Linked DNA regions of Mus musculus: all the other regions are linked to region 4. A link is a contact called in public HiChIP or PLAC-seq and promoter capture Hi-C data. All regions are on one chromosome and are shown on one strand. The core of a region is the stretch at or near the end of the contact, and the rest is flanking DNA. Distances in the headings are between cores, read along the strand shown.

What was found. Promoter capture Hi-C pulls out the DNA fragments that hold promoters and counts their contacts. HiChIP or PLAC-seq counts read pairs in DNA pulled down with a chosen protein or histone mark.
Region 1: a promoter capture Hi-C map of liver shows a contact between it and region 4, with 5 times the contacts expected there. The contact joins the enhancer-like site here to the promoter of Rbmxl1 in region 4. A contact is called at or near these places in 6 of 39 promoter capture datasets (the 3T3-L1 cell line, the C10 cell line, liver and 2 more), 1 of 484 Hi-C or Micro-C datasets (CD4 T cells), 1 of 115 datasets of contacts at active chromatin or transcription factors (astrocytes) and 2 of 9 other capture datasets (adipose tissue and liver).
Region 2: a promoter capture Hi-C map of liver shows a contact between it and region 4, with 5 times the contacts expected there. The contact joins the promoter of Abce1 here to the promoter of Rbmxl1 in region 4. A contact is called at or near these places in 7 of 39 promoter capture datasets (the 3T3-L1 cell line, the C10 cell line, cranial neural crest and 2 more), 2 of 484 Hi-C or Micro-C datasets (B cells and muscle stem cells), 1 of 115 datasets of contacts at active chromatin or transcription factors (extraembryonic endoderm stem cells) and 1 of 9 other capture datasets (liver).
Region 3: an H3K4me3 HiChIP or PLAC-seq map of pro-B cells shows a contact between it and region 4, with 8 times the contacts expected there. The contact joins the enhancer-like site here to the promoter of Rbmxl1 in region 4. A contact is called at or near these places in 7 of 39 promoter capture datasets (the 3T3-L1 cell line, the C10 cell line, the HPC-7 cell line and 3 more), 3 of 115 datasets of contacts at active chromatin or transcription factors (astrocytes, large pre-B cells and pro-B cells) and 1 of 9 other capture datasets (embryonic stem cells).

What each region holds. Positions count from the first base shown.
Region 1 is chr8:79,651,721-79,658,265 of GRCm38.p6, forward strand. It overlaps Otud4 (OTU domain containing 4), which reads left to right. Exons shown (of 21, transcript NM_001256033.1): 5 at 1-24; 6 at 1,643-1,724; 7 at 3,940-4,072. Among named protein-coding and RNA genes, the nearest start is that of Gm51579, 15 kb to the left of the region's middle. Within about 2 kb of position 2,246, at least 8 of the 459 cell types and tissues checked have an H3K27ac peak or open chromatin away from gene starts, as enhancers often do. A contact at or near this core is called in liver, where this site is marked.
Region 2 is chr8:79,708,099-79,714,553 of GRCm38.p6, forward strand. It overlaps Abce1 (ATP-binding cassette, sub-family E (OABP), member 1), which reads right to left and starts at 3,642. Exons shown (of 18, transcript NM_015751.2): 1 at 3,445-3,642; 2 at 325-454. The coding sequence starts at 427. Anapc10 (anaphase promoting complex subunit 10) reads left to right here and starts at 3,665. Exons shown (of 5, transcript NM_001357234.1): 1 at 3,665-3,746; 2 at 5,055-5,181. The coding sequence starts at 5,067.
Region 3 is chr8:79,609,631-79,615,764 of GRCm38.p6, forward strand. No RefSeq gene overlaps it. Among named protein-coding and RNA genes, the nearest start is that of Otud4, 27 kb to the right of the region's middle. Within about 2 kb of position 3,546, at least 50 of the 459 cell types and tissues checked have an H3K27ac peak or open chromatin away from gene starts, as enhancers often do. A contact at or near this core is called in the HPC-7 cell line and pro-B cells, where this site is marked.
Region 4 is chr8:78,506,283-78,512,291 of GRCm38.p6, forward strand. Rbmxl1 (RNA binding motif protein, X-linked like-1) reads right to left here and starts at 2,646. Exons shown (of 2, transcript NM_001252089.1): 1 at 2,517-2,646; 2 at 1-535. The coding sequence starts at 430. Slc10a7 (solute carrier family 10 (sodium/bile acid cotransporter family), member 7) reads left to right here and starts at 3,046. Exons shown (of 12, transcript NM_029736.2): 1 at 3,046-3,392. The coding sequence starts at 3,293.

The sequences.
Region 1 (6,545 bases), core at 996-3,495, 1.1 Mb after region 4:
ACTGAAAATAATTTTCCTGAGAAGGTAAGAGTTTTTTGAAGTATTAAAAAGTACTTAAGTAGAATAGCTGCTTAGTTGCTACTGTGACTAGGGTCCTAAGCTGTGCTTTTGAATTTAAATGACTCTTAAAATAGTGCTATATGAAAGTTAGGGTATTATTTCTTCAAGTTGGTTAATCGTGTCGTTTAAAAAACCACTATGCCTATATGACCAAGATTATTACTGTTTGATCATGACATTAGGTAGTTAAGCAGCTTGTGAAAGTCCGGACAGATCCTGCTGTTTGTTTTCCCTTTGTAATTTTAGTAGTTTAGTAGCAATGGTGTCACTGCACCACCTGCTCATAAAGTAGAGGAAGCAGTGGAAAAGTTTTAGGAAGCCTAGAAAAACAAGCTGATTCGCTGTAAGAGAATTTTACTTTATCGGAATCAGACAGGCCGAGGTGAAGGCCAGACACTGCTGCTTTTATGAAGGGGCCGAATGAGTAAAATGCTACTGTTTAAGGATGAGGAGGGTGTGGGGCATGGGGAGGGGTGTACGTGTTAATGGAGCGTTGCTTTTGATCTGACCTTTTCAACTACAGTTTTGGGGTTTTGGCACATTTTATTTAGTAAATGTACATTTCTTTGTGTTGTAGAAAATACTTAAAACTGACAATTAGGAAAAGCAATTGTTGATTCTGTCTCATAGAAGTTAGCATTAATATTGTTTTAGAGCACTTTCTTTCCTTTCTCCCATTCCTTTCCACTTCCCCTTTTCCTTTCTTCTCTCCCTTATTTATCACTTCCCTCCTCTTTCTCTTTTTTCCTCTTCCTCTCCTTTTCCTTCCCCTCTTTCCAAAGTCCCACTGAATCCAAAATCTTAATTGTCCCGCTTTAGCTTCTTGTGTGCTAAAGGCATTTATCACTGAACTTGACTTGGAATGATTTCTTATAATTTTTTAACTATTTTTTAAAAAGATTGATTTGTTTGTTTATATTTACGTGTGTGTTTATTTGCATTAGTGTACAGATGCTCAGAGGCCACAAGTGTCAGCTGGAGCTGCAGTTATAGGTGGTTGTGAGCTGCCAGATGTGGGTGTTGGGAGACAAATCTGGGTCTCTGTAAGAGTAGTAAGTGCTCTTAACCACTTAACACCTTAACTTTCTTGTTCTTTTAAGTAGTTGAGAACATATTGATGTCTGGTGTTTATTTTAGGTTTTTGATATGGTCTCTATATAGATTGGCTTTTGCCTTGTGATTCTCCTGCTTCAGCCTCCCTAAATGCTGGGATTACAGATGTTTGCAATCACTTATGACTTCTTACTGTTTTTTTGTGGTTCTGTAAACATATTCAGAATGGGCATTCGGGGTCTAATCTGTAACTGGAGACGTGGGCACAGGAGGGTCAGGAGTTTGGAGGCCCAGTGTCCACTAGAGAGTGAGTTTGAGGCCAGACTGTCTCAAAAAACAACAGACTTGGCTGTGACAGTGCTACCTGGCTCTTCAGCATACTGTGGGGGACTAGTCTGACAACATTGGAGCTGTGTTATTTCTGAAATACGATTTTGAGAATGTGCATTATTATTCAGAGGCTTTGAAGACAGTTTGCTTTGTGAATGTTAAATGTGATTGACTGAAATGTTGCTTACTTTCCCTTCAGGTGTTACTGTGTTTTTCAAATGGAAATCATTATGACATTGTCTATCCCATAACATATAAAGATAGTTCTGCTATGTGTCAGTGTAAGTATCATCTTGTCTTCATATAGGAATTAGAGCCTAAGCCTCATAGCCTTAGTAAGGATTTATGTTCTTTTTCCAAGTTGTTAATGTATAGCTTTAAAAAAATGCAAGTGATTGAGTAAATGCTTCATTTGATTGTATTATCACTGGCACTATTGAGATTGGGGGCCAGATGCTTCCGTTGGGTGCTTCCCTGTGCATTGTAGGATGCTTAGTACCACAGTAGCTTCTACCCAGTAGATGTCGGTAATATTTGTTACCTCATTGTGAAATCTAGTTTCTACAGGTTTTTCCAATATTTGCTGGTTGGCTAAATTCCCCTCCCCTCCACACAAGAATGCTGGTTAAGGAGGAGAGAAATGGCCCCTCCTGCTTTAAACTCCCTTTTTTTCTCATATGAGTAGTAGTGTTGCACATGTAATTGCTTGTTTTCTTTTTTTCCTTTCTGTTTTTTGAGGCCGTTTCACTTACGTAACCTAGACTGTCCCGGAATGTCCTATGTAGATCAGACTGACCTTGAACTGAGAACCACTTGCCTCTGCCTCCCAAGTACTCCAAGTACCACCACGTTTGACTGTTTTCTCTAGTCTTAAGTGATCAGTAAAAGTAAGAGAAGTAAATGTTTTAAAAGTATAAGCCATGTTTTTGAGGTGGAAATATTGAGCTATCTTTTGGGCTGTGTCTCCCCATTCTTGCTAGTCAGAGTCAGGACATTTCAGCCTTTGTAGCTTGCCTTCCCTGTACTGCCTGTGGGTGAGTCTGGGGTTCGATCTCCTCTTACTAGGAATCTAGGAGCAGTACATGGTTTGTGGAGATTGATTAGACTCTGGGCACGGGTTCTTAGTGCGCTTAGTTTCAGGAAGTTTATTGTAGTAAATGAGTTTTACAGCTCACCTGTTTTTGAGTTTTTAGTATAAAAATTTCCCTGTCCCATTTATTTATTTATTTATTTCCTTTTAGTTTTTTGAGACAGGGTTTTCCTGTGCAGCTCTGGAACTTGCTCTGTAGACCAAATTGGCCTCTAACTCAGAAATCTACCTTCCTCTGCCTCCTGAGTGCTGGGACAAAAACTGTGTGCTACCACTGCCTGGCTTTTAGAACTTATTTTTTAATGAGCAAATCTAAATATTCTTTCCTTTATAGATGACTTAGACTATATTATCTGTGAGTGTGCATATTAGGCTTGTATGTGTGGGTATGTATGTGCATATAGAAGCCAGAGGCCAGCCTTCGTTCTTGTTTTTCTTTCCCCTTTCTGTGTTATGTGTGCATATGTGTAAATGTTGAGGGTAGACAGTAAGTGATACGACTTGAGGTCAACATTGGATGTTCTTGGTGGCTTTCCAGCTTACATTTGAGAGGATGGCTCACTGAACCTTGGCCAGAGGTCACTTCTTAAAGCTAGACTGTCTGACCAGCAACTGCTAGAGCTCCTTCTGCCTCTACCTTCTTGGTGCTAGGATCATAAGTAAGCACTTGGTGTCACACCTGCCTTTTCTGTAGGAGTGCTGGGGACTCCAACCCATAATGTTTATATACCAAGCACTTACCAATTGAGCCATCTTCAAACCCCTAAGAATCTATGTTGTAAGTCTCTTTTTAGCTCATTATGTAAAGGTAAAGCATGAGATTGGATTATGGTGAGCAAAGTTCCTTGTGACTTATAGAAACTTGATGAGTACTTGACCTAATGTTCCAGTATCCGGGAGAGCTAAGGCAAGAAACCCAAGCCTTCTGCCTTGTCAGCTAGTGCATTCTAATTCTGCAACTCTCTTTTCTGCAAACCTAATGAAGCTTTAGTTTTTCCATCCAAAACCTTTGGGTTAGGCCTCTTGTGTGACATACCAAAGCTGGGATACTAAAAATACAGTACTTCATGTGCTGAGATCAAACGTGAGAACACAGCAAAGCTTTAATGTTTGTAAATCAAGTAGTGCTCACTAAAGTTTTTCACTTTCCCTGATGTGTTTGCTTCACAGATTTGATACTCTTTGTGTTTTAAAAATGTAATTTTAAGCGGTATTTTGAACTGTATATACCACGGACAAAGGTTCCTGCTGCTTTCTAGGTATCTTTGAGAGTAAATGGTGCTGTTGGCTGTAAGGGTTTGTATATACACCTACTAAACATTTCAGAAGCCTGGGTGGTGCTGTCAAATTTCTCCTGTTTCCAAAACATGCCTCTAACGTTGCATACTGTGCTTCTTTAATTACAGCTCTCCTTTATGAGTTGCTGTATGAGAAGGTATTCAAAACTGATGTTAGTAAAATCATGATGGGACTAGAAGCCTCTGAGGTGGCTGAGGAGAGCAACAGTGAGATATCAGACTCTGAGGACGACAGCTGCAAGTAAGAGCACATCTCAGTCCTAAAGTGTCTTTCTAGTGTCATCCAGGGAAACATTTTCGTGTGTTAAGGTGTGCATCCGTAAAGCATTTATCTGCAGGAGAGGTTCTTTGTTGCTGCCATGAATTTGACCTAGTGCTATAATGGTTTTGCCTTTCAAAATTGTTTTTAGTTAATGAGAATTTATATGTATGTAATCGATAAACACGTAGACTAGATTTGATCTGTGTGTACATTGTAAAACTGTAAAGTTACCTTGTTTTCACATCCAGTGATGAAGTGCGGTTGCTTTGGTCTTCGGGACCTTTTCATAGTTTCCTTCCTTTGCTTCTGCCACCTCTTTTAGAATAAGGAGTGCTTCACTGTGGAGTTGTCACGAAGACTCTCAGCCCTGGATATACAGGCATACTTTTGGACATCCAAGCATGTTTTTAGTATGTTTTTTTTGCTAATTAGATATATTAGGGACATATTATTTAAATTTTCTAAAGAAGCCTCAGTCTCTGTAGCATAGAGTGAGGGTGTTTAAGTATTTCCTAAAAGAAACAGTATGATATTTATGTGAGAGCATGTCAGGTAAATATAGTTTCATTATATATTACGTATTAAGTTATGATGTTATGCCTGCATATAACATTATTTATCAACATTAAGTTTATCATTTATGAGCATCATCTATTAGATTCCTGTTGAAGCTGAAAGTATATTGTCATATGAGAACATGGTAGCACATGCTACATTAGGGGAGGAGGTTCCCCTTGAATTTTAGCTCTTACAATCAGGTTTTTTAAATGTATATGTGTCTCTGTTGATTTGAAGTGCAGGACCCCTCCCCTGTTTTCTGTGGTGGAGAGCAAATTCAGAGTTGTATGCGTTGTTACGCATGCTAGGCAAAGCACTGTTACCACTGGGCTGCACTCTCTTGTAGTTCCATGCTTGTTTTTAATTTTTTAGGGTTTTTTTTTGACAGAAATATTTAAATTATGAATTTATGTGTGAATGTGTGCAGACAGTTTGAGGCCGAGATGACTTGTTGCTGGAGTTATCGGTTCTTGTGAGCCTCCTGAGTAGGTCCTGGGAACTGAACTTGGATTTTCTGCAGGAGCAGTATGGAATCATAAGACCACTGTACCATCTCTGTGCTCCTCCTTTTCGCCCCTTTCTTTCTGAGGCAGGGTCTAGGTATTCCTGGATCTTACTGTGTAGCTAAGAATGACTTTCTCTCCTAATTAGCTGATTGTCTTCCCCTCCCAAGTGTTTATGGTTACAGGTGCATGTCATCATGCTTGCTTTCTAGGAATTTGTTGAATTACAATTTTCTGATTTGGACTGAGGATCTGACCATTATTTATGCTTCTACAGTGTTTGTTGTTGTGAATTTTGTCCTAATATGTGTTGATTAATTATGCACAAATAGAAATTGCCTCTCTTCTTTCCAGATACATGACCTGATCCAGATGTCAGGGGGTGGCTAAGTTATTTTAATTTGCTACCCACACTGTGTTTTGAATGCTGTAGATGTTTGTCCTATTATAGAAACAAATCCAGGGTATGACTCTGGACACAGGACTGGTAAGCCGGAGACACTTACCTGACGGGAGCAGATAGTGGTAGGAAGAGTGTGTTACTGTGCTTGGCTTCTCTTTTACACTGACCTTGAAATGTAGCTTACCTTTTACTGTAATAAAATTGCTTTAGCTGAATAGCCCAAAGATTGAGTACTTGCTCAGCATGTGGGAAGTCCCACGTCTGAGTCTGCCGTATTGGAAGGAGGGGGTAAAAAAGAAAGATGCAACAAACCCTTTTTTGTCACATAATTTTTAAGAGAGGACAAACACTGAATAACCGTTTCAAGATAGATTAAGTTAGTGTGGTCATTAGGAGGGAAGATGTGTAATATATTCTTATTTTCACATTCATATCTGGTGGGTCTTGAGTGTACTTGAAATGATGAGTGATTTTGTTGTTGTTGTTTTTCAGTCTAGACTCCAAGCTCTTGCTCCCTTTAGTGAACATTTGGAGGTTATTTTGAAACATAGAGGTGGATTTCTTAAAGAGGAGTTGTAGGATAGATACTCTAGGGGCTAAGTAGAACCTCTTTCATCTTGAGTCCCATCAGCTTCTTGGCCACCTTGTGGTCTTTGTGTCTGCTCTTCTCTGCTCTCCTCTGTGTTGTTACCTTTTTTTTTTTTTTTTTTTTAATTCAAAGGTACCTTGGCAAGGCCTTCCCTACTGCTTTTTGCTGCTGTGCTTGCTACCTTTTGTTTTTTGTAGGACTTAGTTCTTATTGTACTGGGTACCTGCCTAATTTGTGTTTTCCTTACTAGATTCTATGGGCAGCTTTTGTCTCTCACTGCTTAGCAGTCTATTAATACATAATGTGCAGCACATAGTAGGCAATGCACTTGTAGAGTCAGTGACTGAAAAGTGGGCTAATGATGGTTCTTGATTGTATTGAAGATTAGGAAGTGTTTTT
Region 2 (6,455 bases), core at 2,392-4,891, 1.2 Mb after region 4:
CACAAAATGTCTGTCTTAAAACAACATCTAATGGAAGGACCCTGGCAATCCTTCCCCTTGACTCACCTATCTGCAGGACTGCAAGGAGTACAGTGAACTTTGGCTTGACTTTTTACAATCTTAACAATTACATTCTATAATTCCTTTCAAAAGGATAATTTAAAATCAATAAAAGTTTAGAATTCTAAATTTCTCACTTTTGTAGCTCAAAGAAACCACCAGTGATTAACTATCACAGTATCTGCTAAGCCCCTAGGAAGCTTCCAAACCCATCTGCTCTTCTACAGCTGCTTTCTACTCTTGGATGCCGACAGAGCCACTTACCCATCCGAACCACAGGGCAACTCTTTTTGCACTCCTGTCGACATTTCTTAGGTTTGCATTTGTCGTGGTTGACAATAGCAATTCTTGTTAATTTGTCTGCCATAATTGTAACAAAGAATATCCAGTTCTTCTATTAAAGAAAAACAAACAAAATTATAGCAAATTCTGTAATATTGAGAAATAATTTATGGGTATAAAAGGAGGACACATCATATGGAGTTCCTATGTTCATTTGGAAAATTAAAGAAAAATTAGAAACAGAAAAATAATCTATTTAGTTTGGAAAACAAAATTTTACACAGCGAAGTTAGATTATAAAACAGGTGCCACTTAAAATACCACAAAAAATTCCTAGAAAGATACTTAATGTATACACAGAAAAAAAAAAAACCTCAAAAACACTAAGTCACAAAAGACCTAATCAAATAACGTATGTTATCTCAGTTTTTATAATAAAAAGTTAATATCAAAGAAATTTAATTCTCTGTAATTTATATAAACAATTAAATCTCTTGGGTAAAAATAAACTATATATACCAAAGCTCTTTTTGGAAAAAATAATCAGGAATATTAAAACAGCAAGAATGGAAAATACATGACAGATTAAAAAATTATATGAGGCCTCAATGATTAATACTGATACCATTGTATGAATATAAATCTATAAACCAAATTATATATGAACACACCCACACCAAAATCATGAATTCATTTTCTTTTATCTTTCCGAGACAGGGTTTCTCTGTGTAGCCTTGGCTGTCCTGGAACTCACTTTGTAGACCAGGCTGGCCTTGAACTCAGAAATCTGCCTGCCTCAGCCTCCCAAGTGCTGGGATTAAAGGCGTGCACCGCCACTGCCCAGCCATGAACTTATTTTCTTATCCAACCGACTATAATGACTACTACTGATGGAAAGTGGGAAATGCTTATTAGAGTTATGAGCATCATGCTACAGCCCAGGTTTTTATGTAGTAGCAATGTTGTATACATACTTACTATGTCTTAAAGACTTTTCTATATAACGCCTATAGAGAATTAAGATCAGATCAAATTTACAATCTTTATAATATTTGGTTTAGTGTATTTACATTAACTCCCTCATGTGACTAAAGGGATTAAGTTCTAACAGTGCCTTCATAGTCTAGTTTATCTCTAAATCTGAAGAAAAAGCCAAAAGCCAACACTATCCATCGGCAAAGATACTATGCTGACTTTATCTGTGACCCACAACTTACTTAGCCATTCGTATGATTAGACTTGGAGGGACAGAAGCAATCTTGCTCCTCACTGTTGTCCTACACTATTTCCTCTTCCTCCCTAAGAACACTCTTAGACCTCAAGGTTTCCATCATTTACAGACTACCAGACTACTTCATTTCAAACTGGTAAATGCTCTACTTTGTTTTGGTAGAGGTGAGCAAAGCTATAGTAATGAAAAACAAACCAAATCAACAAAAACTAAAACCTTAACTGTTGTGCTGACAAAGTCATTTCTTTAAAAACTGATACAGGTCTCCTAAGTTTAACTTAGAAATTAAATGATTTTACTTTACCTCTAAAGCTTACTTAAAACCCCAAACCAACCATGTACTCGTCAAAGAAATTGACTATTTTAGCAAACAAACTAATAAACCATGCATTCCAATACAAATAAAAAATGCTTTTCTACAAAGTACCCAGTAAATGAAAGTATTTTCAGAGAATAAATCTTTCACTATGATAAGAGCCTATAATAAGTAATATTTATAGGGAACAGAAATATACTAGAGGTGGCTAATTAAATTGATTTAAATAATAAAATAAATTATTTTACATTTAAGAAAAAGAAATATAGATTCTTTGGATAACGGTTACATAGGTAAACATAATTTGTGCAACCTCCCGATTTCCAAGAATTATGGAAATGGAGTTAGTTCCCTTCTTTCCAATAGAAAGACACCTGAAGAGGAATTATTACAGGAAAAACTTTTAGGAATACAAAAAGATCTGAAAACACTTAGAATGTTTTTCTGAAACATATTTTTGTCTTTGTTGTTTCATTTATAGAGGTGAGCTAAGCAGTGCTATGAAAAGATAAAACCTTAAATACATTTTGGTTCAAAAATATTTAAGCTTTTTGATTATAGTGAATACATTATCAACTGACAGACACAGGGTGACTACTTTCAGCATACAGGACCATAGGCTACAATACAAATGTTACTCTAACTCCGTAGTTTGTAGTCCCTTGGAAGAAAGGGCAAAGCAATAAAAGCTTTTTGACAGCTATTCCTTAGTTACCATTTTTACCATCAAAATAGAGAAAATACTTATGTAGCTCTTGAGGTTCAGAAATTCACCTTTGACCATCATTTATTTGCAACACATACTAAATACCTACAATGTATTAAGCCTAGAAAGGATATTTAAAGGCATTTTGAAGACAGCATCCCTGATGTCAAGAAGCCGAAGAGGTAATAAACAAGAGATTAAGTCACTAATGGGAAGAGGACAGGGTGCTACAAAGTGCTTCTCGGAAGTCCTAAAGACAGGCACTCAACTCGGAAACTCACTTGGTCTACTAACCGCAGTCCCAACTGAGAACACGTCGCTCTATGAGAAAGATAGAACGTTTGCCTATCATTTCCATAAAGTCTGGGACTGGACTAGGAGCACTGGACTTCATGGCGGCAAGATGCTATGAGTCAGTCCACAATTATTAAAAAAAAAAAAAAAGGATTACTTCTTACAACCAAATGCCAACATAGCCGTCTGACTGTGAGGGGAAGCTTGGGGGATCTGCTGGGTGCGGAGCGTCCTCCACAGAAGGGTTAGCTTGAGGGTGGGAGCGGGGGTGGGGGGAAGGGGCAGTGGAGGGTGGCGAGCAGAGGCTATGGCATCTGCGACCGTTCTCGTGGCAGCGGGCCGTGTCTGGAATACAGACGCCCTGAGGCCGGGATGGCCGAACGGACGCGCGCGGAACGCTCCGGCGTCCCAGATGTGCAGCTGGAGCCGGTTGCCACGCGCTACGGTCTCCGCTACTGAGGCCTAACTTACAGGCGTTCCGACTGTGTCCCTAAGAGTCTTCCCAAGGTGGCAGCCGGCCGCCTAACACCAAACCTCTCCCGCGAATTCTCGTACCTGGAGACAGCGGGCCCCTTACAGCGGGGCGTGCAGTAGCCAAAGCAGCGCTAGCCGTCAGGTCTTAGCACACAGCGTGTTCTTACCGCCACCGGCAAAGATGGCGGTGCACAGCCGCCGCCTCGCGCAAGGCATGAGGGCATAGTGCGCGTGCGCGACAGAGCGCAGAGTCGGCGCCCTGGAGGGAGTGATGACGTTGGTGACGTCATTGCGCCGCGACGCCAATGAACTGAGGGAGCCTAGAATCGTCGAGCCGCAGTGGGAGTGGCGGGGGCCTGAGAACCGGAATTGTGGCGAATCAGGTGTGTAAGACAGCGGCTCTCCCTCGGTTTAGAGAACTGTGTGCTAGCGGGCGCAGGTAGAGCCCTTCTCCCTAGTCTCGGCGGCGTTAGGCTTGCTGTCTCCTCAGGCTTTGTGGGCCTTGCTAATCCGGTAAGACGGAGGTGGTAGGCAGGATCCCAAGTCTAATTCTCAGCTCCTTCAGTATTACTGTTTAAGGCCAGGAACCCATTTCTTCCCTAGCGTTTTGTCTCATCTACTTGGCTGTTCTTTGAATTTTGTTCCCGTGTCGAGATGGGCCGCCCCTCTCCCCCTACATCTCCAATGGCATGGTATTCATGTTTTAACGGAATGTATGTCTCTGTGATTATGTAAATTATAAATTATTATTGTTTGTGCGGTGGTTATAAGGATAGTTTGGAATCCAAAGGGACGTGTCAAGGTGGTGGTCTATAGTTATGTTAGCCTTGTAGCAGAACTTTATGGAATTTATTATAAGTATAATTTACAATAGTGTAAAGTAGCCATAAAAGTCACCGAAACAATTTAACATGGTTTTCACTCTCCAAGAAGTTTTTTTTTCATACTTTTCATAGATTTACTAGGATTAACAAAAGGTAAGGAGGATGAAGGAAATATGAGTGATTATTTTGCCATTGAAATTTTACTTTATTTTTTTTTTTTGATATATTTCTGTAGACAGAGTATTGATAGCTTATTTCTTTGCCGTCAGTGAAATTAGCCAGTTTAAGCCAGATTAGAGTATATTAAATGCAGGTTTATTGGGAAGCTGATCTTAGATGGGCGAGTTCACTAGCCCCAAGGACGAAGGCCAGGGAAATCTCCATGGGGAAGCGGGGGGGGGGGGGGGGGGTAGGAAAGAGAGAAGGGGTTGAGTGCACGCAGAGAAAGAAGTGGAAAACAGGAAGAGAGACCAAAACGTCTGGTTTATATAGGGAGAAACCTCTGGGGGAAGGGCAGCCCAGCCCTTGGGCTGGAAAGTTCAAGGTTCCAGGCAGGATATCCAGATAGGGACTGAGGGATGCTGGGAGAACCTGGAAGCCAGGTCCTGCTTTGGTATTTAAAATATGCATCTCATTCCCTGGTCCCGGGTCTGAAACCAAACAGGTATCTCTGTGTAGTCCTGGAGCTCACTGTGGTCGACCAGGTTGACCTGGAACTCAGATTCTTGTGCTTCTGCAGCCTTTGCCTCCCTGAGTACTAGGATTACAGATATGTGCCACAACGCTGGGCACTGAAATTCTGTTTTTATATTTTTGCAGAAGGATTGTCATGGCATGGTAGAATGTATATTGCTTGTCTCTCTATAGAATAATTTAAAAATGACCACACCGAACAAGACACCTCCTGGTGCTGATCCTAAGCAGTTGGAGAGGACAGCAACAGTCAGGGAAATTGGGTCTCAGGCTGTTTGGTCACTCTCTTCCTGCAAACCAGGTAAGCAAAACAAAACCCCAGACTATGATAATCATTATTTACAATCAATCTTCTCTTCTCTTCTCTTCTCTTCTCTTCTCTTCTCTTCTCTTCTCTGAGACATGGTTTCTCTGTGTAGCCCTGGCTATCCTGGAACTTGCTCTGTATACCAGGTTGGCCTTAAATTCAGAACCTCTGCCTCTCGAGTGCCGGGATTAAAGGATAGCCTACTTAGAGTTTTCTTCTGCACTAGACTACCTTTAATGTACTTTTTGTGCAGATACTTCAATTTTAATGAACTGAGTTTTCATTTATTGCATATTTTTATCCAGCTACATTACTAATATCAATAAGATGTCTAGTATTTAGTATTAGATTTAACTTTTTCATAAGATCCTCTCCCATCTCTGGTATTATGTAGTTGTTATTTAATACACATTTGGTGCTTGCTGTCCTTTCTGGAAGCATCTAAGAGTTTTCTTGGAGTCTATGTCTTTTGCTAGGATGTGTCATGGTAGGTTATATGTGTAGTTTTTTCCCATTTACCTAACCTATAATTTGATAGGCATTTTTTTGTAATAATTTTAAAAAGATTAGTGTAAAATTAATTTCAAAGCAGCAACTGAAATATTAAAATGGCAAATTTTGAGACCTCAAACATGAGAAACACATGAGTACAATGTAGGAGAACCTGAAAAGCAAACTGTACTTAAGCCTATAAACATTCAGACTGTGTGAAATGCTACCATTGTAGAGTCCTGATGACAACAGGGTCACAGTAGCAGCAGGCAGGTGTGACGCTGCCTTTGGCCAAAGTACCATTCTAGCTATATTAGGTCATCCAGTCTTTACAGCAGCCTTAGCAAAGGCTAAGCTGCCCCCCACCTCCACTGCCCCAGTTAACTTTGCAAAGTTTTTTTTTATTATTTAAAAAATTGTTTAAATTTTAATATATTTTGATCATATTCTTCCCTTCTCCCAATTCCTAACCTTTCCTCTCCCCCAGTTCCCATCCAACTTCTTTCTCAAAATAAACAAAAAAACTATACAACAAAACCTTCTCAAAACCAAAAACCTAAAATAAAATCATACACACACAAGCACGCACTCATGAATGCAAGCTCACACACACTCCTACTCTTGCAAATTGTAACCAATTAAACATGAGGCCTATCCTGGAGTGGTTGATATACTCAGTGTGGCTCTATTGGAGAAAACCGATTTCACCTCCTAGTAGGTATACGTGACAGTTCAGTTGTTAACTTTACCTAGTGGCTAGATTTTCATTTACTCAT
Region 3 (6,134 bases), core at 2,296-4,795, 1.1 Mb after region 4:
ACACATGGCGGGAAAACTGCCCCTGCACGTGTGCAGATTATGTTTACCACTTAGAACACAGCTGTCAGCGCCATCTTGTAATGGCAAATGTGAGGGCGGCTCCCAACAGTTAGGTAAGATATTAAATAGAACCTAATTTGATGCTGAAGACCAGCAAGTTTCTGGTTCAAAGTAACTTGCATTTGTGTGTATACTGGAGCCAATTGCCAATTTGTTGTGGCGGTCCCTGCAAATGCTTTGGCTGTCAGAGTATCGATCCATGTGAGGAAAGAAGGAAATCCAATTCAGCATGACTTAGTTATTGGGTGTTGGCTCAAACTTCTAGAGTCCAAAACCAGGCAGGCAGTTCTTTTAGACATATTTTCAGGCACATTTAAGTGCAGCCCAATTTGGGGGTAAAGTTTCCTGGTAACATTATCTCAATCCCATATGTACAATAAGCTTAAGGCATGACTGTGCCAATACTCTGTTGCAGAGTACATGTAACCTCTCCCATTCTATAGTTTAAGGTCCTAAAATCTGGTGTGGTCTCCATCATCCAGATAGTTAGAGGTCGCCAGGCTACAAAGTACACGTAACATCTCCCCTAAAGACGGTGCTATTGACTGAGAAGCAAAGCTAGAGATCAAGGTCTAGGGAGAGAGAGTCTGGAATAAACATAATAGTCTGGGGGATTTGGTTGTGGTTTGGTCCCACAAATAGCACAGATCACCAGGCTATTAATAATATCTGCTCCCAGCCTTCTGGGTAGAAAACAGGTAAACACATCTCTTCTGTTGATGATACAAGTCTGAGTACTTAACATTCCTGCTTTCCCCTGTGCCCTCTACAAATTGTAATATGGAGTGAGTCACCCAGGGCAGGGCACAGCCTGAAGTCCCTGTTTGATTCAATATGAAGTACCTTAGAGCAGGGTGCAGCCCCATGTCCAGAGCAGACTTTTATTATATTTTATTTTGTTTTAATAGCACATGTACATGACTCAAAATTCTAAAATACTAAGAAGCATACAGTAAAACATGAACAATGAAAGAAGCCCCTCTCAGCCTTAAACAGCTGTTGTACTCTTCCATTATTCCACACGAGGTAAACTGTGAGCACTGGACAGGGAATCCTTCCATGGATACAGTGCACATCACCCTATACTTCTGCTTTCACTATGGACACAGCATTCCTTATACATCAAAACAGCCGCAGTATTGCATATTTTATTTAATCTTATTAATAGAAATTGGACTGGGTGGTGGTGGCCTGCCTTTAATCCTGGCACTGAGGAGGCAGAGCCAGGTGGGTCTCTGAGTTCGAGGCCAGCCTGGTCTACAAAGAGAGTTCCAGGACAGCCAGGGCTACACAGAAAAAAATGCTGTCTCTAAGAAAAAGGAAAAGAAGGAAGGGAGGGAGGGAGGGAGGGAGGGAGGAAGGAAGGAAGGAAGGAAGGAAGGAAGGAAGGAAGATAGTTTGAATGAGAATGGCCTCCATAAGCTTAAATATTTGAGTGTTTGGTTGGTCCCTGGTTGGTAGACTCTTTAGGATTAGGAAGTGTGGCCTTGAAGGAGCAGTATCACTGAGGGTGATTTTGGAGGTTTCAAAAGTCCACACAAGGCTCACGTGTTGTCTGTCTGTCTGTCTGTCTGTCTGTCTCTGTCTCTCTGCCTGCTTCCTGTGGCTAAGATGTAAGCTCTCGGTTACTGCTTTAGCACCATGCATGCCTGCTGGCTGGCCATGCTTTCTGTCGTGATGATAATAGACTGACCCTCTGAAGCCATAAGCAAGACCCAACTAAGTGCTTCCTTTTATAAGTTACCTTGGTAACGGTGTCTCTTCACAGGAAGAGAAAGTAACTAAGACATGAGGCCAGCAGGATGATCCAGTAGATAAAGGGGCTCACCACCCATCCTGGTGTCCTAGCTTGTTTTTCTATTGCTATGATAAAGCACTGACCAATACCAACTTGATGCCAGAAAGTATTTATTTGGCTTAAAGGGTACAATTCATCATCCTGGGGAGCCAAGACAGGAAGGCAAGGCAAGGAGTGGAGTGGAGACACGGGAATGCCACGTACTAACTTGCTCCCCGTGTTTATCTGTCTTATATAGACCTGGCACACCTGCCTAGGAATGGTGCCACCCATAGTGGATTCAGTTCTCCTACACCAATTAACAATTAAGAGAACGCCCATAACCATTCCTATGGGCCCATCTGATAGAAGCAATTCCTCAGTTGATGTTGCCTCTCCCAAGATGTATCAAGATGACTACCATCAAGCTATCACACCTGAAAACCTGAGTTTGATCCTCAGAATGCACAAAGTGGAAGAAGAGAAGCAACCCTTGTGGATTGTCCTCTGACCTCCACACGTGTACCATGGCACATTGTACACACATAAACAAATAAACAAATAATGGTAAAAAAAATATTTAAAAACGTAAGGTTTCGCCATTACAAATAATATAACAACAAAATAACCCCATGTACACGTCACATAGTTTCTGTTTGTGTGCGAGTGGGTATTTGCTATACATTTCTATAGAATGAAGTCTGTGGGGGCGGAGTATAAACTCTAAAAAAAACTTGCCAAGTCATGTTTATCTGTAAGTTTGATGATGATTCATAAATTCTTCTCAACAGAAGCTAAACCATTTTATTCCTGAACAGACAATATGTCTGCACATTCCTTTCTGAAGGCACAGGAACTCTGAAGACTTGCGGCTCACTCAGCAAGTCCAAGAGTCCCTAAACGCATCTCAGCATCCTTGGAACTTCACATCATTTTTAGAGTGATGTGCTCCATGCAGAAAGAGACCTCAGAAAGGTTTCCTTTGGTCTCCATGACAACCCCTACTTACTTAGAAAGCCTCAAATTATTGTTCCTAGGTGGCAAGAGTAAAATCTCAGGATTAAAAGCCTTCCCACTCCACGTTTTAAATAGGAGAGAGTTCAGAAAACGCTGTGTAGGAAGAGAAGAAGAATTCTGCTCCAGGCACCCAGGGTCGCTCAGTTCAGGCGTGAGTGTGTGTTTGAGGTTTGTGTTCTGGTGTCTTGGAGGCTGCCTTCACTTAGTCCCTTTGTCCAAGAGACCCTAACTTGTTTTCCTTCCTGGCCAAATGCATAGAAGGTACAGGAAGGATCTGCTGTACTGGGAGTTAGGCTTCAATCATTAGCTTCTTCCTGAAGCACAGGACTTGGATTCTGGCATGACGCTTTGTATCTTAGGTGTGTTCTTACTGTTAATTGTTTTGTAATGGACTGTTTTCTGAAGACAAAAGAAATCTGTCTAGTGTGATTTTCTTTTTTATTTCACTAGTAATAAGAAAAAAGAAATCCAACCTACTGGAAAAGCTCACAAAGCCAAAGTAAGCAAATGTACACTCTTGGCTGTCATTACTCAAAGGCAGGCGTCTTAGTTACTTTTCTATTGCTGGATAAAACACCATGACGAGTCTATTTTAGGCTTATAGTTCCAGAAGGTTGGGGCCCCTGTGGCTGAGTGCAGGCACAGTGGCCGAAACAGCTGAGGCTTGAACGCTCACTTCTCCAACCACAAGTGGGAAGCAGAGAGAATGTACAGGACACGGCTCAAAGCCTGCCCCTGGTGACATCACTTCCTAAACCTACACAAACAGTGTCACCAACTGGGTACCTCTTATTCAGATACCCAGGAACATGAGTGACTTCTCATTTAAACTAACCATAAGAGGAGTCTGTGGCATGCAGTGTGTGTGTGTGTGTGTGTGTGTGTGTGTGTGTGTGTGTGTGTGTGCACTTGCACATATGTGTAAGGAAAGGTACACGTGTGTCACAGAGTGAATGAGGAGGTCAGAGGACAGCTTTGGGTACCAGTCTACCAGCCCTCACCTTCCAGCTTGACAAAGGATCTCTTTGTTGTTTTCTTCCAGCATGTATCAGGCCAGCTGATTTGTGAGCTTCTGGGATCCCTATCTCAAGTCTCCCCACAGGGGCATTGGGATTACAGACACTCATGCTGTGTATCCGGCTTTTATATGGTTTCTGGGATTCTACCTCAGGTCTTCAAGCATGCATGACTCTTAACCACCGAGTCATCTCTCCAGCCTGTAAAAGTCTCTACCATGTTCAGTAAGCTAAAGAAATGGTTCAGGAGGTAAGGGGCTTGCCTCACAAGCATGAAGACCTGAGTCTAGAATCCCAACACCCACATAAAAAGGCTAGCACAAGGTGTCTGCCTGTGTCCCCAGTGCTGGGGAAGTAACTCTAAGAGGATCCTTGAGGCTTGTTCACTAGCCAATCAGTAAGTTCCCAGTTCAGTGAGAGATCATGGCTCAAAAAAAAGAGAGATAGAAAATACCCAACATTGAACTCTGGCCTTCACACACACATGTGTATATGCACTCCCCAGCATGTACAGAGAGATAGAGAGAAAGAGAGACAGAGACAGAGGCAGAGGCAGAGAGAGACAGGGACAGAGAAACAGAGACAGAAAGAGAGAGAGAATGAGAGAGAAAGAGAGGTATATATGTATATGTGCACACACACACAAACATACACACACACATACACACATACACATATACCAGTTCCTGTGACTTGGAAATCCATATGTGAAAATACAAAAATCATTTCTTTAACATCAAGTGGGCTTTCAGATTCCCCAGCAGGCAACAAGGAGAGGGATGGGGACAAATGTGAAAGGTGTCTACAAATTATAGCCTTTAATGTCAAATGTACTGGGCAAAAACTAAGAACCCTGGTTGTATATGTGTGTCCATCTACAAGTGAACTGTGAGCCACATGATAGGAAAATATTGAAAACATAACAGTTCTAGGAGTTTAGATTTTCCCCCCAGTCACCCTCTTCCACATGGCTGATTCTAAACTCAAACTGGACATAGTGGTTTAGCTGATTGGGTCATATGGTTCTTCTCAGAATTGAAGCTTTGGTGTTTGGAAAGGTCTCAGATGTTGGGCTCAAGGGGGACAGATTGGAGAAGTAAGTTTATCAGAAGAGTTTATTAATGCCATGGGTGGGCAGGCAGACAGCTGGCGGGGGCTCTGAGGAGGAACCAGGCCTACCTGGCAGGGGTGGGGTCCCTTTTTATAATACTCCAAAAGGAAAGGTCGAAGCTTCACTGCTGAGACTGCACCTGGGCTTTCAGATTCCCCAACAGCCAACAAGGAGAGGAATGGGGACAAAAGTGAAGGCAGCTACAAACCTACTTCCTCAAACGAGAAGTCCAAGCCCCTGAAGGTCTGATAGCTGGGAATTCACAGAGGGCTCCTAGTCATCAAGATCTGTGACGGGGAGGGCTGCTGAAGGTGTTACAGCCTACGCGGCAGTGTGGTCTGGATTCTAAAGTATTCATTCTTCTTTTCCTCTTTTCCTTCCTTCTTTCTTTGATTTTTTTTCTTTGACAGGAACTCACTATGTAGCCCTGGCTGGCCTGGAACTCACTATGTACTATGTAGACCGAGATAGCCTCAAACCCGAGATCTCCCTGCTTCTCCCTTTTGCCTCCTGAGTGAGACTAAAAACACATCTGGTTCAAAACTTCATCTTTGAATTGTGGACAACTCAATAGTTTCTGCTAACAGCAAGAGGAAAAATAAGAACAAAGGGAGTCTGTTATGTGGTAATAGCTTCAATCCGTTATTTGCTGTGTTTGAAAACCAAAATTTGACTGATGTAAATTGTGTTTTTTACTTGTTATAACATTATGAGACACAACTCCGGAGACACTGGGTAGTCAGCATACCCACACATCTCTTCAAGGCTCTCCAGGAAATTCAAACTACAGCAAATAAGTTATTCACAACCTTAATAATCACTTTAATAAAACTAGTAATAGCCACTCTGTGGCCTTTAATACTGATGCCTGGAGGGCAGAGGCAGGCTGATCTCCATGGGTACAAAGCCTGTGTGGTTTACAGAGAGAGTTCCAGGACAGCCAAGGGGACACAGAGAAATCCTGTCTTACAAAGCAAAAACAAAGCAAAACAAAAACTACTAATAACTTCAGTGAACAGACTTTCGTGGATAATTGTTCAAAGTAGTTTAGAACAAAAGACTGTTGCAATAAACAAAACAACCTTTAAAAGGAACTTTGTTTTCTGATTGCTTCTGAGGCTGCTCCATAGGAGGGATTCATGCCTGGCAAAGC
Region 4 (6,009 bases), core at 1,396-3,895:
GTGGTCCCCTGGAAGAACTCATGTTAAAGTTCATGGAATAACCACCATCATCCATGTATCCTCCACGTGAAGGGGGTCCCCTAGTTCCTCCACTTCCTCCTCGAAGACCTCTGGGAGGGCCCCTGCTTCTTGGAGGTGGAGGTGGTCCACGCCTGCCACTTTCAAAAGATGGTTTGGTAGCTTGCTCCACCTTGATGGCTTTTCCATCCAAGGACTTTCCATTCATATCTCTAGCTGCATCTTTAGCATCTGCTGGGCTTTCGAAGGTAACAAAAGCAAATCCTCTTGATTTGTTGGTTTCCCGGTCTTTCATCAAAAGTATTTCCACTATTCGTCCATACTTGCCAAATACTGCTTCAAGGGCTTTCTCATTTGTTTCTGTATTAAGCCCACCAATGAAGAGCTTTCCTGGGCGATCTGCTTCAACCATCTTGCCTTCCAGCTGAGAGTCGGAGGGGACGTGAAGGTCTCAAGCTCCTCCTACAAGCTCGCCAAATCGGCCTTCCAAGTAGCTCACCGGTGACAGCTGCTGGGTCTCAGAACAGAACAGAAAAGCCACTAGGACTACTGCACACGAGCACCTGTGAATATTATTGTATTAGTTTCCTCAGGCTGCTGTAACAATGCATTGCGAAAGGGCTGGGGGTGGGAGGTGTGTTATAAAACATTGATTTTCTTACAGTTCAGGAAGTCACGAAGTATGAAGGTAAGTTTCTATCAGAAGCCTTAACAAAAATCTGTACCATGACTCCCTCCTAGCTTCCAGTGGTTGTCAGTAATTCTTAGACTACTTTGGCTTATAGATATCTCAATCTAGTTCCTCTCTCCACCCTACGTGGTGCTTACACTCCACCTGCACACCTTTGTATGACATTCAGAAGAACTGCAGCTTTTCATACCTATCAACATCTGATTTCTACAAGTCACCTTCTGAGGTCATGGGAAAACGTGTCTTTTACAGGGGATGGTACTCCAGTTAAGTTGGAGAAAGGATATAGGCTCATAAACTTAATCTAAATGAATATGACCCATTATTCTGGACTATCTGGTTAGGCTTTAAATCCAAGGACAAGTATCTTTTAAAGATACACACAGAAAAAAGGTAATGAATGCTCAAGGATGCAGAGAGCAGCCACTTGAAACATATGGAGGGAGATGTGATGCCTAACCAGGTCGAGACTGGAGCATCAGAACCTAAATCAAGGAAGCCAGGGAATATTAACAGCCACAAGAAGCTGGAAAGAGCCTTTAGAACACATGGCCCTCCAATATCTCCATTTTGGATTTCCTTATTCTGCAACAGTAAAACAACATGTCTATTGTCTGAGTATAGCTAACTCGGGGAGGGGACTATTTGTTATAGCAGCCCTAGCAAACTAATACAGTCCTTGACAATACAATTCACAAAACTACGGTTAAAATATTCTATGAATTAAGATTTTGTTCTAAACAGGTCAAAATCTCTAGAAAGACTCTGTGAGCAGCCTTACTTAAGCAGCACTATCTGTGATGACCTTTTGAGTATTCGATGACTGAGGCAGATTTTTTTTTCCTTTTGAACCAAGCAAAATTACTGAAGAAAATTATGTTATAAATTTTACTTCCTAGAACTCCACTTACCTTGTGACTGTCTTATAATAAGCCTTTATCACATTTCATGTACTTCTTTTGCCTGGTAAATTGTTTAATGTCTCCCTATTAAGTTCTTTTTATCTTGAGATTAGCTTTTCTTCATGCTGCCTGATGCGTAATTACCGAGCAGTGGGGGCTGTGCAACTGAGAACTGATAGCACAACTGCTTAAAGCAGCTTAGTTTTTGGATAGCGAGTCATGTCAGCAAGATAAAGTTAAATAGAGCAAATTGCACGCCGAGTCTCTTTCAAGCTTTGAATGCATTCAGAATGAAAGTCTGGTACAATCCCTTTCGAACGTTACGTTCCATAGTAAACTATTCAAGTAGCTGATACCAGGCTGCTTCAAAATGTCCCACAATACTTTGTTCCTTTCTTTCTTTGGGTGCATAAAGAGGAAGGGTTGATGCTCGGAAGACCATTCGTGAAACTATGTCATAGATTCGCCAAAATGCAATGCAAGAAACCGAGGGTTGGGGGAGGGGGCGGACATCAGACCCTCCACCCTGGATCTGGCCCTCACTGCTTTTGTTCTGAGTTCCTGGCCCCCTCTCAGTTGTCCTGTTGCTTTAGTGGTTCGGGGTCAGGCAAAGGCCCGCACCACGCGGCCTCCGGAATCGCCCGCCCACGCGCGGCACACGGGTGGGGAGGAGCCTGGGTCGCTCTCTCACCGCCCCCCAGGGAAGATTTGCCCCATCCCGGCCGTCCTCCCCACTCCCGAGGCGGGTTTTGGCCGCGGAGGCGGTCGGGCAGAAAGGCCCGGGCAGGCCACCGACCTGGCGGGAAGGCCCAGCCCGCCTTCCCCGCCTTCCCGCCGCCGCCGCTGCGGGAAGGCGGGGGGCCTGCCGTCCCGGACGTCTGCTCGGCCACCGATTTTCAACCTACCCACGGGGCTAACGCTTCCCTAACTAGGAAGCCGCTTTCCCGCGCCGGTCGCCACACGCGTCTGCCGCCGCCGCTCCCGCCGAGAACCAGAGGCCGCGAATGGCTTCCCCTCCCCCCGCGCAACGTCAACGCGACGTCGGTCGTCGCCGTAATGTCTCGAGTATACGCGCATAGACATAGCAGGCATTGGCGCGCGCAGCCGCCGCCACGGCGCAGCCCGGTACCGGCCCAGCGCACGCCGCGGGTCTCTCGGGCTCAGGGCAGAGTGAGAGACGCTCTCTGCAAGGCATGTCTCGGGGCTCGGGCCGCCGTCAATATAGCTTTACTGCAGCGACACCCATGATGAGGCTGGGCGTCTGGGGCGCCTCATCCCTCTCTCCCACTGCGGGCCTCCCCAAGCTTGGCCGTGTATGCACGGCGGCGGGTCCTGTTAGTGCAGCCCGTGACTCGTCTCACTTGCGTGCTCCTGGTGTGCCTCCGTTTTACGTCCCCTGCGCCCTGGTCCTCGGCGGGTGGGCGCGTCTATTCTGAGGTGCGTGGTAGTGATGGCGGCGCTCAGCGAGGCTTTCCTGTCACTGGGTACTACTACTCCCAGCCCGCCTCGGAGCCGCCCGAGCCACCCCTCGGTCTTTAGTTTACGAGTGGCAATTTGACTTGCTCTGCTGCATGTCTGGAGGGATCGAGGAAAGTGTGGAGACGCCCCGGGGATTTAGGGATCGCAGTTTGGAAAGCAAGCCAGCCAAACAAATAAACAAAACCCACCCGCCCTAACAAATATGAGGCTGCTGGAGAGGGCGAGGAAAGAATGGTTCATGGTCGGGATAGTGGTGGCGATCGGCGCCGCTAAGCTCGAGCCGTCGGTCGGAGTGAACGGGGGTAAGTGCCGCACCTCCGCCGGCTGCAGCGCGCCGGCTCCCACTTCTGAACTCGTCGGCGAGTCCCCGGGAGGAGCGGCCGCCCTGGCTGCGGCACAGCCCTCTGTCTCGCAGCGGGAGAGAGGGGGGCTTTTAGCAGGTTCTTCTCACTTGCTAGCCCAGGAGGGAATTAGGAATGGGGCAGGGGAGTGGGAGTGCAGGTTGCCTTTTCTGCGGGCAATCAATGACTTCTGCTCAGTGCCGGAGTGAGGGTACAGAAACTGAAAGTTACTCCTCTCGTTCTTAGTAGCATCCCATCCCAAGGGACTATAGGTTGCCAGGAGTTCTTTATCTATCCTGGAATAGACCTCATTATCCAGTCTATTTCCGACTCCTCCCTTTTGCCGCCCCCCCCCCCCAAAAAAAAGTCTGTTGGAGAGAAAGGGGTTTGGGGGAGATTATTGGCGGGAGCGGCGGATAGGAGAAAAAGGAAAAAAGGATACCCTTGCTCCAAACTTCAATTTTTAGTGTGCCTTAGTTGCTGACTAAAACTCCCAATTGTACTGACACGTTGCACTCTTTCCTTACGGGACACTACTTCCGTGTGCTGCTGGGCTGCCGTTACTACAGCAGCCGTCCAACAGTTGCAGACTGTGTTAGACTATGCACACTGTATGTTTTGGCAGGGAAGTGTGGATGGGTTAAAACCTCCGCTCCAATCTCTGAATAGTAGGAGCTTTGTAATGTGACCTGTGGACACTGGTGGGAACATGGGACGTGTCACTGGCGTTTTATACCCTCTCCCCCACCTTCAGACAACCTTGTTCTGCTTTTCATAGATATTAATTGAGTTTCTTCAGTTCATATGTTTTTGACCTCATGAGTTAGGTTCCAGGTTTATTGGCAGATCGAATATATCAACCATGCAATGGACCCAAATAAGGACAGAAGAACACACAGTCTTTCCCAAGTAGGAGGTGCCCATGTAGATATTTGAAATTTTACCTTGTTATTAAAACCTTACAGAAGTGAATGGATGATCTCTCTGAATAGTGTTTTTTCTTTCCCCAGCCCTAATTTCTCCATTTAGAGTAACTTCTGGAATCGTTTGGATTGAATTATTTAAACAGTGATTTCGATAGGAAAGCTTTCTATATTTAATTTTTTCCCCTTTAAATTTAACATATTTTAAAATTTAAATGCAACATAGAGTATGTATAGTTACCAGTTAGTTTTAGAAACAACCTTTCTGTGAGCCTTTGGGAAACTGTTAAGTTGGGATTTTGAGTTCAGTCAAATGAAGGGGGAATCTCTTGTTCCTGGAGCTGGGAGAAGTGACATGCTCCTGTCTTTGAGGCTACTTACGATGCTCCACTGTACTGGTTACAGTGAGGCTAGATCTCTGCTCAGCATTGAGATGGAGTTCCTGCTGACGTGTGTGGCCTATAGCCCCGCATGTCTGGGTTTGCCAAATGCCTTTTCCCTTGCCTTCCCCAGTGCTGAGTGGACAGGAAGGTTGCTGATGGTGAATCAGTTCCCTAGAGTTTCTTGTTCTGGCAGATACAAGATGGACTCTGTGAGCTCAGTTGTTCCCTTGGATTCTGCTTATTGAACTTTTTTACACTATTGTGTCTTAGAAATACTGTTTCATTTTCCAACAATCCTTATGGTAGTATTATAGGCTTTTTTTTTCTTCGTGGGGGTGGTGCACAGCTTTAATCTCAGCACCAGGAGGCAGATCTCTGAGTTCAAGGCCAGCCTGGTCTACAGAGGACAGCCAGGGCTACACAGAGAAACTCTGTCTGGAAACCCCCAAACAAATAAATCAATAAGCAAACAAGTAAATAAATAAAAATCTAAGAAGTAGGAGCAGGATAAATATTTCCAGCTAGAAGTAACTTATAAAATAATTTAAATCAGCATGCCACTTTATGTTTTGGTTAGATTATTGGGGTATGAACACAGGGTCTTGGCATACACATGTTAAGCACATGTTCTACCTATAACCACACCCCCATCCCACCCCAACCCCCAGTGCTGGTTTTGTAGATGTTGAGGCCTGACCACATCAGAGGTTAGTTAGGGAACAATGGAAACCAGGGCTTTCTCTTTTATAATAACAGTGACAAATACCTATAATAACAGTTTTGGTAAAAACAGAGAGAGAGAAAGAGAGAGAGAGAGATCACTATAAAGAGATAAAAGGCTCTGGAATAAAAACATTTCTATACTCTAATTAGCTAAATATTAGACAACAACTCTTCCTGTGTTTCTTCTAGGGCTCTTCCTGTATAAAAATTACTTGTCTTTAAGAAGAGTCAAATGACTGGAATTTTCTGTGTAGGTTGTTAGGTTGGTTGAGAGCTTTATATTCTGTGACCATTTCAACTGGTGGTCTGACCTGTAAAGCCTGTTCAATAAAAACAAAACTCAAAACAATCTCGAGCCACACTTTCAGCACACCCCTAAACAACAACAACTGAAGATTTAGAGTAGAAGGGTCACTGCAAATATTTCTCTCATGTACTTCTTATAGTCCCCTAAAGCGCTTCTTGAAGTTACTGCATGATGGAAAGGTGATTTAATTTTGTTTTTGTTTTATTGAGACAGGGTCTCTCTAGACCCCTGGCTGACCTGGA